Linked DNA regions of Solanum lycopersicum: region 1 is linked to region 2. The links are chromatin contacts, called in public promoter capture Hi-C maps. All regions are on one chromosome and are shown on one strand. The core of a region is the stretch at or near the end of the contact, and the rest is flanking DNA. Distances in the headings are between cores, read along the strand shown. Region 1 holds the start of LOC101247047 (UDP-glycosyltransferase 74F2). Region 2 has its middle 5.7 kb from the start of LOC138337745.

Region 1 (6,498 bases), core at 3,692-6,191, 44 kb before region 2:
TCACTCATTCCCATTCTTCTGCTAGATCATCCTTGAACGAACTCTTCTTGCATGTTCCATCAATGAATCCTGATTTTCGTTTGGCTCGCAATGCAATCTTAATTGATCTGATCCAAATCGAGTAATTCTCTGATCCACTGAGTTGAACAGAGATTATTACATTTCCAGGGTTATCTAATGGTAACAAAGATAGAGAATGTCGAGGATCTGTAACCTCCAATTCCACTATTGTTGATCCTTAGAGATTCTAAAAAAAACTTTTGCAGGAATTTTGGGGAGCTTTTGCAGAAATCAAGTTCAAGCAACTTCACTACTCAACTTTTGAAGATCAAATCACCCTAACTGTAGCTCTGATACCATGAAAAAACCTACATTGAAGAAGTAATGAAGACCTTCTAGATGATTCTTAGAGCTTAACATAGAGAGTTAATAACTGCCTATGTTTATTGATTACAATGAATACAGAATCAATTACATATAGTGTATCTAATACTATTTATAGACTAACTGATTGACCACTCTAACTAACTACTACATAATCTGTTATAACAGAATTCTAGTAATGTAATTACTATATTACCTTTTCTCTACAATCATCTTAACATGTTCTACTTTTTCTTTCGCACAAAAAATGCAAGTGAATACTCAAATATATGAACACTATCTAACTACATTATAAATGTTGGTGGGTTTTTGATCCAGTGATGAACTATGTTGATGGATATATCGCTTATTATGATTATTGCAAGGGAGATGAAAACTCATGATGTGATTTTGATAAAACCATTGACTCTACAGTAGAATGGTTTGATTTCAATGGGAAAAATAAAGATAACTATGTTTCGTAGCGACACTCAAGACGATTGTGCTACATCAGATGAGGAGTTAATGAGTTTACATGGAGATTCGAGTGATGAATATCTTCAAAGATCCATTGTTTTTAATCCAACCAAGAATTTGGAGGATTCAAAATTTAAGTTTGCACTTTTTATGATTTTAGTAATAGCAAGTGGGCAGTTGAGGTACAATTCTTGTTTTAAAAAAAAAAAGACATCAAGTTCAAAAAGAATGAAAGCACAAGATCAAGGGCATCTTGTAAGGTGTCAAATTGCAAATGGTTCATATTTGCATGAAAGGTTGGTCAAGATGAACCTTTCAAGATCAAGACAATAGACCCTGAGCAATTCTTGTGGAAATTAAGTAGATAACAAGACTATCGACTCTGATTTTTTAACAAAGAAGTACATAGAAGGATTTAGAATTAATATAAGTTAGGGAGTAAAAGAATTTCAAATTTTTATGCGATGAGGGCTCATAATTGTACCATTACTCAAAAGGCTTATATGACAAAGAAGAAGACATTAGATCTAATTACATGGACTAAAGAAGAGCAATTTAATATGTTAGGGATTATTGTAGGAGATCCAAATTGAATTTTTGAAGAGACAAAGAGTAATTTAGGTTTTCAGTTGTATAACTTCTATCAACTCCAACAGTAATTCAAAATCATAAACAAGACTAAGATTAATTCATAGATTTCACAATTCATATTACAGAAAATGATTAATACAAAAGTTGAAAAGTCAATCCAAATTGTTACTGCAATTTTACCCACCTTAATCTTGAGCTCATAATTTTTTTATAAGGAAAAGTTTTAGATATCAAATAAAAAGAAACACTAATTTTAGAGCTTAACAAAAAAATTAGATAAAAATAATAAGATTCAAAAATTAAAAACTTGATTGAAGCCTGTAAAAAGAAGATGGAAGAGAGATGAAAAGAAAGTATACCTCTGGCTTGAACGAAAAAATAAAGAATAAAAATCAAAATTTGACATAATTTGAGCAAAAATCACTCCAATATGAGCTCCTCGATGATTTTTCTCTTGAAATTTCATCAAGTGAATTTTCTCATTTAACGAGAATTTAAAAATCTACAACGGGATAGAAAGAGAGAAAGAGCTTTAGAAAATAAGTAGGAAAAAAACTTTTGGCGAGAATTTGACCCGAAAGGTAAAATAAATACGTTATTTTTATCTTTGTGAACATTTTTATCCTTTTAACTTTAATACCATTTAATTAAAAATGAACAAAAAAATTGACCATTTATAAATAAAAAGAATGTTAATATTTTTTTTAAATTTCTGGCTAAATTCTAACCAAATCTTCTAGTCATTTAGAATTACCCAATTATAAACACTTAGGGGTCATTTGGTCCAAAGACTAAGAACACAGAATTAAAAGTGCAGGAATTTGTAGTGCAATAGTTAGTAATGCATATCAAGTATTTAATTCATTGTTTCACACCTAATCTTGTGTTTGTATTAAAACTCTATAAACTTCTTTTCAATTAAATCCATGAATTATTTTTAAGTGGATCAAGGTAGATAATTATCGGATAATATTATTTTCTTTTATGGCCTTTTGACTAGCTATGAGAGAAACAATTTTATTGTCATGTTTGCTACTTTTTCACTTGAACTATTTGAGGATAAATAATTGTCATCTTAATAAATTGATCACTCACAAGATGTCATTTTTCAATTTAAAAAAGACAAACAATCTATTTTTAAAATTGATGAGACGATCAACAATCGTAAAATTGAATAAACCATCTACATTTATACATAAAAATTGCAAATTGTAATTTTAATATGTTTGTAATTTTTTTAATTGTTCAAAATACAAGTACTATATATATATATATATATATATATATAGATAGATAGATAGATAGATAGATAGATAGATAAGGCCGTAGACATTATGTAAAAATAAACAACTCACATTTCAAATTTATATTGAATTTATTTAGAAAAAATTATTCTCTCTAAATAATTTGTAAGTTAATTTATTTGAATAAATTTACTAGTACAAATATAAATCATAAAATCATGAAAATAAATAAAATAATTTAAATGATTTGAAGGATATTTTTGTCGTTACATAGACTTATCCCATGGTATTATATCATATGTATTATACCTCCAAATGAAAAGTATTAGTAAGACATAATACAATATATAATATATGGACTATTTATTCTAATGTGGCATAATGAACCCTTTAACTTTTAATTTATCTATCCACTTTTATTTGTCATGTTGCGTTTTTTTCAAAAGTTAATTTAATTAATTTTTAAAGTTAAATTATATTATATTAATTCGATATTTTAAAAAAATATTTAAAACTATATAAAAAGTATAATAAATTACAATTTTTTACATATTAATTCGATAAAAATATATTTAAAATATTAATTTAAATACTTATAATTTAATTTTAAAAATAAAAATTACGATAAATAATGATAAAAGAAAGGAGTATAATGCAACACTTTACTTTGGAGTTTGGACAGAACAATTTCTTGTGAAATGTGCTTGTCAGTAAATCTTAAAAAGAAATCTACTATTAATATAATGTTATGTGAAGTATCATAATTGCCCTGGACAGAAATAACAAGTCTGTTTGTATTAGTTATCACCATTAATAGAAGGACCAAAATAATTAATTAAAATTAATTAGGATCAAAATCAAAATAAGGCAATAACGAAGAGATTTAAATAATTAATTAAAATTAATTAGGATCAAAATCAAAATAAGGCAATAACGAAGAGATTTAAATAATTAATTAAAATTAATTAGGATCAAAATCAAAATAAGGCAATAACAAAGAGATTTAAGTGGTTGTTTGAATTGATTTATTTTAGGTACTTTTAAGTTAAAATAGTTTTTAAGCAATTTTAAAATTTTTGGATAAACTTAAAAAGTGTTTATAAAAACTTATTTTAATGTCAAAATAATAAAAATAAGTTAAAAATCATGAGTTAAAAATCCTAACTTATTACTTTTTACTTATAAATTATAAGCCAAAACTCAATCCAAACAACTCTAATACAGTTATTTTCCTTTTTTAAAATCTCTTTATTATTGCACCATTCTCAACGCAGTTCATTGTTTTTATATAATCCGTGCAGACCAAGTAATTTTTTGTCGTTATGAGCAAGCAAAATTATACACGAAAGTCCCTCAGATTTGTGGTCAACATTATCATCCTATAAAAGTTGTTTAAAAACATTTATCGACTAATTACGTTCTCTACCTTTTTTTCACTTTTGAGAATCTAATTTTCCATCTCAATCTTTTTATATATTTTTCTTTTAGGTAAGTTATAACTTTCTCTATTTTAAAAAATAATATTTTAATTTAATTTGACATTTAAGAAAACAAAATCAATTTTATGATGTAAAATTAAAGTTATATATATATATATAATCTTAAACATGACATATAAAAAAAATTAGAATTAAAGTTTTAAAAAAAACAGAAGTGGACATTATTAAAAAGGGGAATTAAAATAACCCAGTTCATTCTGTTTTGAATAAAGAAAATAATTATTGTGACTTGTAATAAAATAATAGAGAGAGTTGAAAACATCTTTAAACTAGTGTAATTATTAATTAATCATCAAATTATTGACCTTAAAACCACTCATTACTAGCTCGACTTAAATATACTCCCGTCCTATTAATATCAGTGAAAAACACCCCTAAATTCTCACAAAGTTTAGTTATATTTTAACACTTCTCTCGACTTTTTATTAAGAATCTCATACTCCAATGAGAATTTGAGACTACTTTTTATATCATGTCCTAGATTACAGGTGTGTCTAATTAGTTTCGTTGGTCAAGTAGAGAAATATTTTTAAGACTGTCAATAGATCGAGGATTAGACTAATAATTTACACTAAATTAAAAAATATTTCCATAGTTTTGATATTATATTAATTTTATGTTTAAAAATCATATATGAATTCATGATAACATTAAAAATTTGACTCTCATAATTATATTCAGTATGACAAAAATAAGAGGGAAAAAAATCTTTCTTTATCCTTAGTTCTTTTATTTATATATATATATATATATATATATATATATATATATATATATATATATCGTTTCCTCGATCAAGTGATGAGTAAAGGAAAAACTTAATCAACACAGAGAGAAATAAAGAAAGAAATGGAGGTAATAAAAACCAAAAAATATGGAGGTCATATTTTGGCTCTTCCTTATCCAAGCCAAGGCCATATAAACCCTATGCTTCAATTCTGTAAACGTTTAGTCTCCAAAGGTCTAAAAACCACTTTAGCCATCACAAACTTCATTTCTAGTTCCACACGTCCAAATTCGGGTATCGTCGGTATAGACACCGTCTCCGATGGGTTCGATAAAGGCGGCTACGCTGATGCTGACAGCATAGCCGCCTACCTCGAACGTTTCGAGCAGATAGGCTCGAAATCCCTAGCGGATCTTATCAAGAAATATGAAAAATCGGAGTTTCCTATTACTTGCATCATGTATGATGCTTTCATGCCATGGGCTTTAGACGTAGCTAAAAAGTATGGTTTAATTGGGGCATGTTTTTTTACTCAAGCATGTGCGGTGAACTATATTTACTATTATATTCATCATGGTAAATTAACGTTACCGATATCTTCGACTAACGTGAAAATATCGGGATTATCAGAGCTCGAACTTCGAGATATGCCTTCGTTTATTTACGTACATGGAACGTATCCAGCCTATTTTGAAATGGTGTTGAATCAATTTACTAATGTGGACAAAGCTGATTATGTATTTGTGAACTCATTCTACAAGTTGGAAGCTGAGGTTAGTTTAAAACTTACTCTTTATCGGTAATCCCTATTCCCTAGCAACTAAAACTCTTTATTCGTGTTTTATTTATTTTTTTGATCTATTTAATGAATTTTACTTATGCACCTCTTTTTTTTTTAAGAAAATTTTTAATATTATAGAAAGGAGGTAGCTTTTTTAGTTCAGGTGTTTTGAATTTTAGTAATTATTTTTGTTTAGGTTTTTGATACATGATTTATTCCTATTAGATGTTTTTATTTCTTAGAAAAAATTATCTAAATTCGCATCTTATTTTACCATAATTTCAAAAATTTCCAATCATTTTAAAAAAATCAAAAATCTCTTCTCAGGTACGTTACTCCAATACATCTCTATCCCCTTCTCGAATACATTCCTCCATAATGTATCTGGATATCATATTCCCTCTCTGATACATTCCCCTCTCAGGCACTGACACTATGTATTCGGACGTCTGCTAATGTATGCGAAAGTCTATATCCAAAATCTATAAATTTTAAGAGACTTTCTGTAATTTTGAAAAAAGTAGAAAAATAATATAATTAGTTCTTAACATTATGAGATTTATGTTAAATCATTTTTTTCTTTTAACATAAATATACAGTTCGAGTTAAAATTAACATGGATTCTATGGAACCGTAACTAAAAGGTTGGCTCCACGCCTAGTGGATGCTGAAATTCTATACAAATCCCTAGGAGCTAATTACATCTTATACCTTTTTGTTTTTCAAATTCCCAAAGTTTTTAAAATTTGGTAGAATTCGAATACACCCCAAAATGTTTTGATATATCATGTACGTCCTGATACATTGCGTAAAGTG
Region 2 (6,534 bases), core at 3,935-6,434:
CCATCAAATACTTTTGGTGATAAGACCTCTAGATCACCGATTTGATTGACAATATTCATTAAAAGGTCATTTTCTTTGATTTATACTGTTTTCTTACGATCCTAAAAGGATATTCTTAACCTTTTACCCTAAATCAGTTTCTCTAAGTCCATCCTACAACATAATAACATCATTATACGTGTAACAACTCTCAAAATTCAATTCTCCTTCTTCCAAAGATCAAGAACTCCACGAAAGAAATTCCTCCAATTTCTAAAAATCTAAAGGCTCTAAATCCAAGATTCTCTTTAAGAATTCTAAGATTTTCAATCCAAGGTTCTTCTCCACCTTTCATTTCTAAGAAAATCGCAGAGACAAAAGCTAGGGTTTCAAGTCTTCTAATCAAGTTTTTATTTTAACCACTTCAAGAGCTTTGGTCTTCCAGATATGTAAGGCTATCATAGTGTTGGACAAGTTCGTCCTCACACCCTACATCTACTTTCAAACTAGTAAAAGAATAATCTAGGGTTCTATTCTTAGATTTAAGTATTTTTTTAGATGAGTTGATGTTAAGTTCTGAGTTTTTGAGTTCATATTCTTTTTTTTTAAAAAAAATATTATTTCTAACTATTGAATCGCTGTATATATATTGTGTATTGAAATTATTGAGTTGATTGTTTACGTCTATTAACCCTTTTCCTGAGTTTTCATGAAGTTCTTATTGAAAATCTTTTACACAAAATCATAATTGGTTCAAACTGAGTTTTTAAGAAAGTAAAGAGAAGATTGAGAAAGAGTTTTAATCAAAATTTATAATGAAACTAATTATTTTTAAATGTATCACTTTTTACGTTGATCAAAGAGCAACTTTGTTTTCTAAGTGAGCAATGAGTTCATAGAAATTTCAGAGCAATTATCTCTTTTAAGATGACAGTTTGAACAATTATCTCAAATCAGATAAAGAGTATGTTTTATACATTTGAACATGCGTAAATATATTATTGGGAGTCCTATTAGATGCTAAATATTATTGTTTTGAGAAATTTTCCTTTCTTTTATTTGAGGTGAGCTTTCTGCTAGCCCAATATTAAAACGATTCTTCAACCTAGAATATACAACCCATTTATCTTTGGGAAAATTTTCAAAATGTCAATGTTTTGACATTTAATAGGACTCATTGTCAATACTTTCAATATTTAGTAAAAATGTCAAAAAAGAAATAACTGTTAAAAACATAAAGGAGAAATTAAGGGGAAAGAAAAATATTAAAAAGAAACAATTGCGTAAAAGTCTTATTAGTTACTAAAATTCAAAAACAAAGAATTAATTGACAATTTACAAAATACAACAACTTTCATCTCTTTCTTCTTCTTCTTCTTCTTTCACAATGTTTTAAAAAACACACCTACCACCATTGTTCTAAAAATTCAATATTCAATTTTCTTAATTTTTTTATTTCTAAACACGTTTATTTACCATACATTATCATATTTGAAGTAGTTTATTCTACTAAGGCATTATTTTGACGTTATGAAATTATAATTTGCCTTTAAAAATGTCTGAAATTGTATGAAGTTATTTGATTGTCATGTTAAGGTTATGAAGTTTATGTATCTCCTTTTAAGAAATTTTTCAATATTCAAAATACAATACTCATGTATTCATGATATAAGTATTAATCCATCTTACATATGTATTTATTTTGCTTATTTTCAATATCACTTTGTATAACAAATAGTTTGTATTTAGATTTGATTTTGTATTCGTCCTAATGTATACCATAAAGTTTCTATTTAGATTTGATTTCATATTTGTCCTAATTTATACCATAAAGTTTTGTATTTATATTTTGATTTCGTATTCATTCTCAACTATAAATTGCCAAAATACAGTTTATGTATGTATTCATTATATGTGTATTCATCCTAATTGCATTAGTCAAATAGTTTTGTATTTTATTTTGTTCATTATATGTTTATATCAACTAGTTTATCTTTGATTTCGTATTCATTCATAATTTTAAATAATCAAAATACAGGTTTGTATTTAAATTGTCACTTTGTTAAAACAAATTTGACTACAAACTAAAGAACATTCAAAATACTTTCAAATACTTTTGCGAAACAACTAAATACTTAAATGCTAATGTAGATTCTAATAAATTTGAAATATAAAAACAAATAATAAAAAACGATCAACAAAAATTATTTTAAATACTAAAAATCTGAAATACATAAATATTTAATGAGTATGTTAACAAATTCACATAAAAATAAAAAGAAAATGACAGAATATCCTTAATACATACAATCCAAAAAAATTTAACATAATGTGTTATTTTAAAACAAAATCTCGCAAAATAAATGATGAAATCAAAAGTACCTTTATCAATTGAGAGATATTTTGATTAATTGATAGATATGAACAAATTGTTACGAACTTGAATAATTAGTTCTTCTTCAACAAAATGAGAGAATAATGTTGAAATTTTGATTAAAGAAAAAAAAGAGAAAAGTGAATGATGGGAATGGTGAAAACTGAAAAGTTGATGAAAGATGAAAAATAAATTTAATGGTAGTAAAACATATGAAGAAGTGTAAATGGGTAATTGATGTACAACTTGATTTAAAGTTGGACTGTTTTGAAAAATAAAATTTGAATACAAATCACTTTCTAAAATATTGACATTTTGATATTTTCAATAATTATTTTAAAATGTAGATGCTTTTACTAATTAAGTTACGGATTGTGACTAGTTTGCTAATTTTCCATTTTTATCTTTTTCAGATCTCAAAATTAGACTTTTTCAATGAAATTAAGAACAAACATGAAACCCTTGTCTGCTTGTTTGTTCCTTCCCCTTTTAATGTCTTCTTTCCTTGTTTATCACCAATAATTCCAACATTTATTAATGAATATTTTCTTCAATAATCGAAATTATATTCTAAACCAAACCTATCAATGAGTTTATAATACTTGTACATCTTTGGATTTATAGGTGTGAAGGACATTTTGGTTATATCAAATTAAAGATAAATGTTATGTTAGCTAAGCAGGTCCTACGTATAACATATGTATTACTTTACTATATAAGAAAGGGGAATAGCAGGGAGAAGATCGTCAACATGTCTGCTTGTGCTGCCTGCTTATTCCCCTTGTGCCCTTAATTTTTTTTAAAAATTGCATAAGGCCACTTCTTTATCCAATCAAAAAATGGTAAAAAACCTATTATATGGTGCCTCTTCTTCATTCCATTAAAAATATGACATTCATTTAATATGTGTAATATACAATTATTTAATCGATATACATATACAATTCGGCTCTCTCCCACTCTTGTCCTCTATTGCTCGCATCTCTCCTCCTCTCTCAATATCGATAGCTTCTGTCCTCCCTTTCCCAATCTCTTTAGCCTCTCTCTTCCCTCTCCCAATCTCGCTCGCGTCTCTCCTTACTCTCCCAATCTCGCTTGCCATATATACAAATGCATTATATACAATTATTTAACCGACATGCATATACAGTTCACACTCTCCCACTCTCTGCCCAATCCCGCTCGCCTCTCTCCTCCCTCTCCCAATATCGCTCGCCTCTCTTCTCCCTCATCCTATCTCGACAGTCTCTCTCCTCCCTCTCCCAATCTCGGTCGCCTCTCCCCCTCCCCCTCCCAATCTAGCTTGCTATATATACAAATATATATGTATAATATACAATTATCTAACCGATATACATATACAATTCACCTCTCTCCCACTCTTTGTCCTCTCACATGCCTCTCTCCTCTCTCTCTCCCAGTCTCGCTCGCCTCTCCTCCCTATAACATGTAGCTAATAATTTAGTTATCAAACTATATCTATAGAGAATAATTAGGCTACTTTTTGAGTGACATCATGTAAAAGTTCCTCAATAAATATTACGGATTTCAAATAATGATGATTGGGCCGTGCAAAGCACGGGTCCCCTTTCTAGTTTTTCTAGAAATATAGTGCAATAACCCAAGTTAGTCCAGGATTATTATTTCATTTCACATTTTAGTATTATTGCTTCCATCCACTTTTAATTGTTATAGTTCTTTTTGTAAAGTTAAATTATAAAAAAGTTGACTAATATTTACAATGTATGTTTTATCATATTGATATACAAAAAAAATGCAATTTATACTACTTTCTGTATAGTTTTTGAATATTTAAATTTATTGCATAAAATATTGAATTGATGTAATCAAATTTAAATTTTACAATTAGTTAAATTGACTTCGAAAAACTCAATATGACAAATAAAAGTGGACGGAGGAAGTATGAACTAGAATTGATGTGTAATCAACTCTAACACTATGTTTGGATCATTGTTATCCATTGTATTGTATTTGTTTTAGTTAAAAATATATATAATAGTAAAAAATGACTATGTTTCGAAAAAACAATTAATCTTATGAGTTAAGAGAAATCAATTTTCCGAATTAACAGAGTCCCCACTTGATTTTTAGTAAAAATCAAGAAAACTTAAAAATACTTTTCAAAAGATTTAAAACAGATAAAAATAACTTGAGAAGGGTTCGAAGTTCAAATATATATTCTGAGAAGGTGTTAGGCCCTTTTGGATGCCCGCTAACTCACGGTTGACCGACGATTTGACTAAATGATCTTGAATTTTCCAACATTTATCAAATAAAGATTTTTTATCCCTTCTATGACTTAAAATTATTATTATTTTTAATTAATTAGTGAAAATAAAGAGATTACTTTAATCGAGAGTGACTAAAGGTAGTTGATTAGAATTAGAATAATGATAAAATAAAGTTTATGTAATCTATAAAAAATAAATTTTTACATTACTAATTCATCATTTATCATTTAAATTAATTATCTCTTTTTAAGGAAAAATAACTAAGGGGATAACCTAAAGTGATAAACTTAAGGGTTGACAAAAATAAGAAGTAGAAATGAAACCAAGTAAAATTATATGTATACAATTTTTTTAATATATGCATATAAATGAAAATGAATGGCTATGGTTGAGAATCAATTAAATTGAAACCAAAATGTTAGTCAAACATATATAAACAAAGAGAGAAAGAGGGATAGAAAAATTAATTTGGGCTAATCAGCCCAAATCCACAAATCTGATGGGCCTTACTTCTTCCCCTGCCCTAGGTCTAAGTGGGCCTTGACCCTTGCCATTTTCCTTTTTACACATGCACTTAAAATATTGGGCTCATTTGCACTCGAAAATATGTATACAATTCGTGTATACTAATGTATACAAGGCATATCCGACCCATTTGGGCCTTCCAAGACCTGTAATTTTTGTTGAAATTCATTCCCTGTATTTTTTACCTGCATTTTCACGTCTTTGCGCCTATATATTGTATATTTAAATAGTATACCATTGTATATAGTCAGTATATCAGCATGCTTTTGACTTTTCGGGGCTGGGAAATTGAATTTTCAGCAACATGCTACCGCTCTGAATCTGTACATCATTTTTTAGGAGGCTAGACGACTCGATAAGCAAGAGTATTGGGCCTTTATGGCCCAATAGGCAAACGCGAGGAGATGAGATATAACCCATGAGGATTCAGAGGAGATTTCACATGAAAGGGAACAGATGAACAAGAATTAGCAGCTACTCGAAATGGCAAAATAAAGGAAATAACCAACAAAATTCTTAATCCAATCTCGACTAAAACGGGGTTCAATTGATATTAATCGATGAAAACTTGTAATATAACACTAAAAGGGGTGATAGGAATCATATAAACTTGGGTTTAACCATGTCAAACTTTAAAGTATAAAAAAAATCAAAAAACAACAAAACAACAGGTGAACGGTAGCCATTAAACTAATGGATATAAGTGATAAAAATTTGAAAAAAAAAGGGAGCATGTCGCTTGTTGCTGGGAGAAAACTATAGTCAAATGTTGCTGCCAAGAAAAGGCATTTACTGCCCATTATTAAAATACACAACATATAAACAATAAAGAGAGGAAAGTAAGCTTATTTTCCCATTAGAGAGTATCACTTATGCCGACTCCAACTTAACAGATTCCCATACAAAATCATCTGGAACAAAAGCATACAACTAGAGAGAACACCCACGAACTAAATCTTGTAAAGGCAGAAACTCCAGATGGCTTAAGAACTACATATTCTATATCAAAAAGGAAGCTTCATACAAAAAGGTGTTCGGAAGAACTAAATTCCAGCAATGTGGACAAGAAAAAGAAAAAAAATAAACGAAACCATAGAATATGCACAACACAGTAGAACAAATCTTTAGCGCCTAAGGATCATAACAAGACAATGAAAATGATTTTATCGACTAAGAACTCAAAGTTTATCGACTAAGAACTCAAAGGACCAATAAGCTTAGATTTTAGGTAGACGTAATAGCTATAGTCGAAGAAACTGAAAAATACATTTTTAGGACACGGGCAGCCAAAATAATCCCAGCATAAACCTTATACTATAAAGAAACGAATACTCCGTTACCAACTAAAATAAAGGATCAGTGATGATGCTAACATGCTTAACAAATGACTCAACCGACCTAACA

The links. Promoter capture Hi-C pulls out the DNA fragments that hold promoters and counts their contacts.
Region 1: a promoter capture Hi-C map of leaf shows a contact between it and region 2, with 2.4 times the contacts expected there. The contact joins the promoter of LOC101247047 here to the enhancer-like site in region 2. A contact is called at or near these places in 1 of 1 promoter capture datasets (leaf), 5 of 8 Hi-C or Micro-C datasets (all in leaf) and 1 of 1 datasets of contacts at active chromatin or transcription factors (leaf).

Annotation. Positions count from the first base shown.
Region 1 is chr8:52,181,786-52,188,283 of SLM_r2.1, reverse strand. It overlaps LOC101247047 (UDP-glycosyltransferase 74F2), which reads left to right and starts at 4,941. Exons shown (of 2, transcript XM_004245012.5): 1 at 4,941-5,674. The coding sequence starts at 5,024. It overlaps LOC112942085, which reads right to left and starts at 1,969. Exons shown (of 4, transcript XM_069288043.1): 1 at 1,791-1,969.
Region 2 is chr8:52,137,536-52,144,069 of SLM_r2.1, reverse strand. No RefSeq gene overlaps it. Among protein-coding and RNA genes, the nearest start is that of LOC138337745, 5.7 kb to the left of the region's middle. Within about 2 kb of position 5,184, at least 2 of the 2 cell types and tissues checked have open chromatin away from gene starts, as enhancers often do. A contact at or near this core is called in leaf, where this site is marked.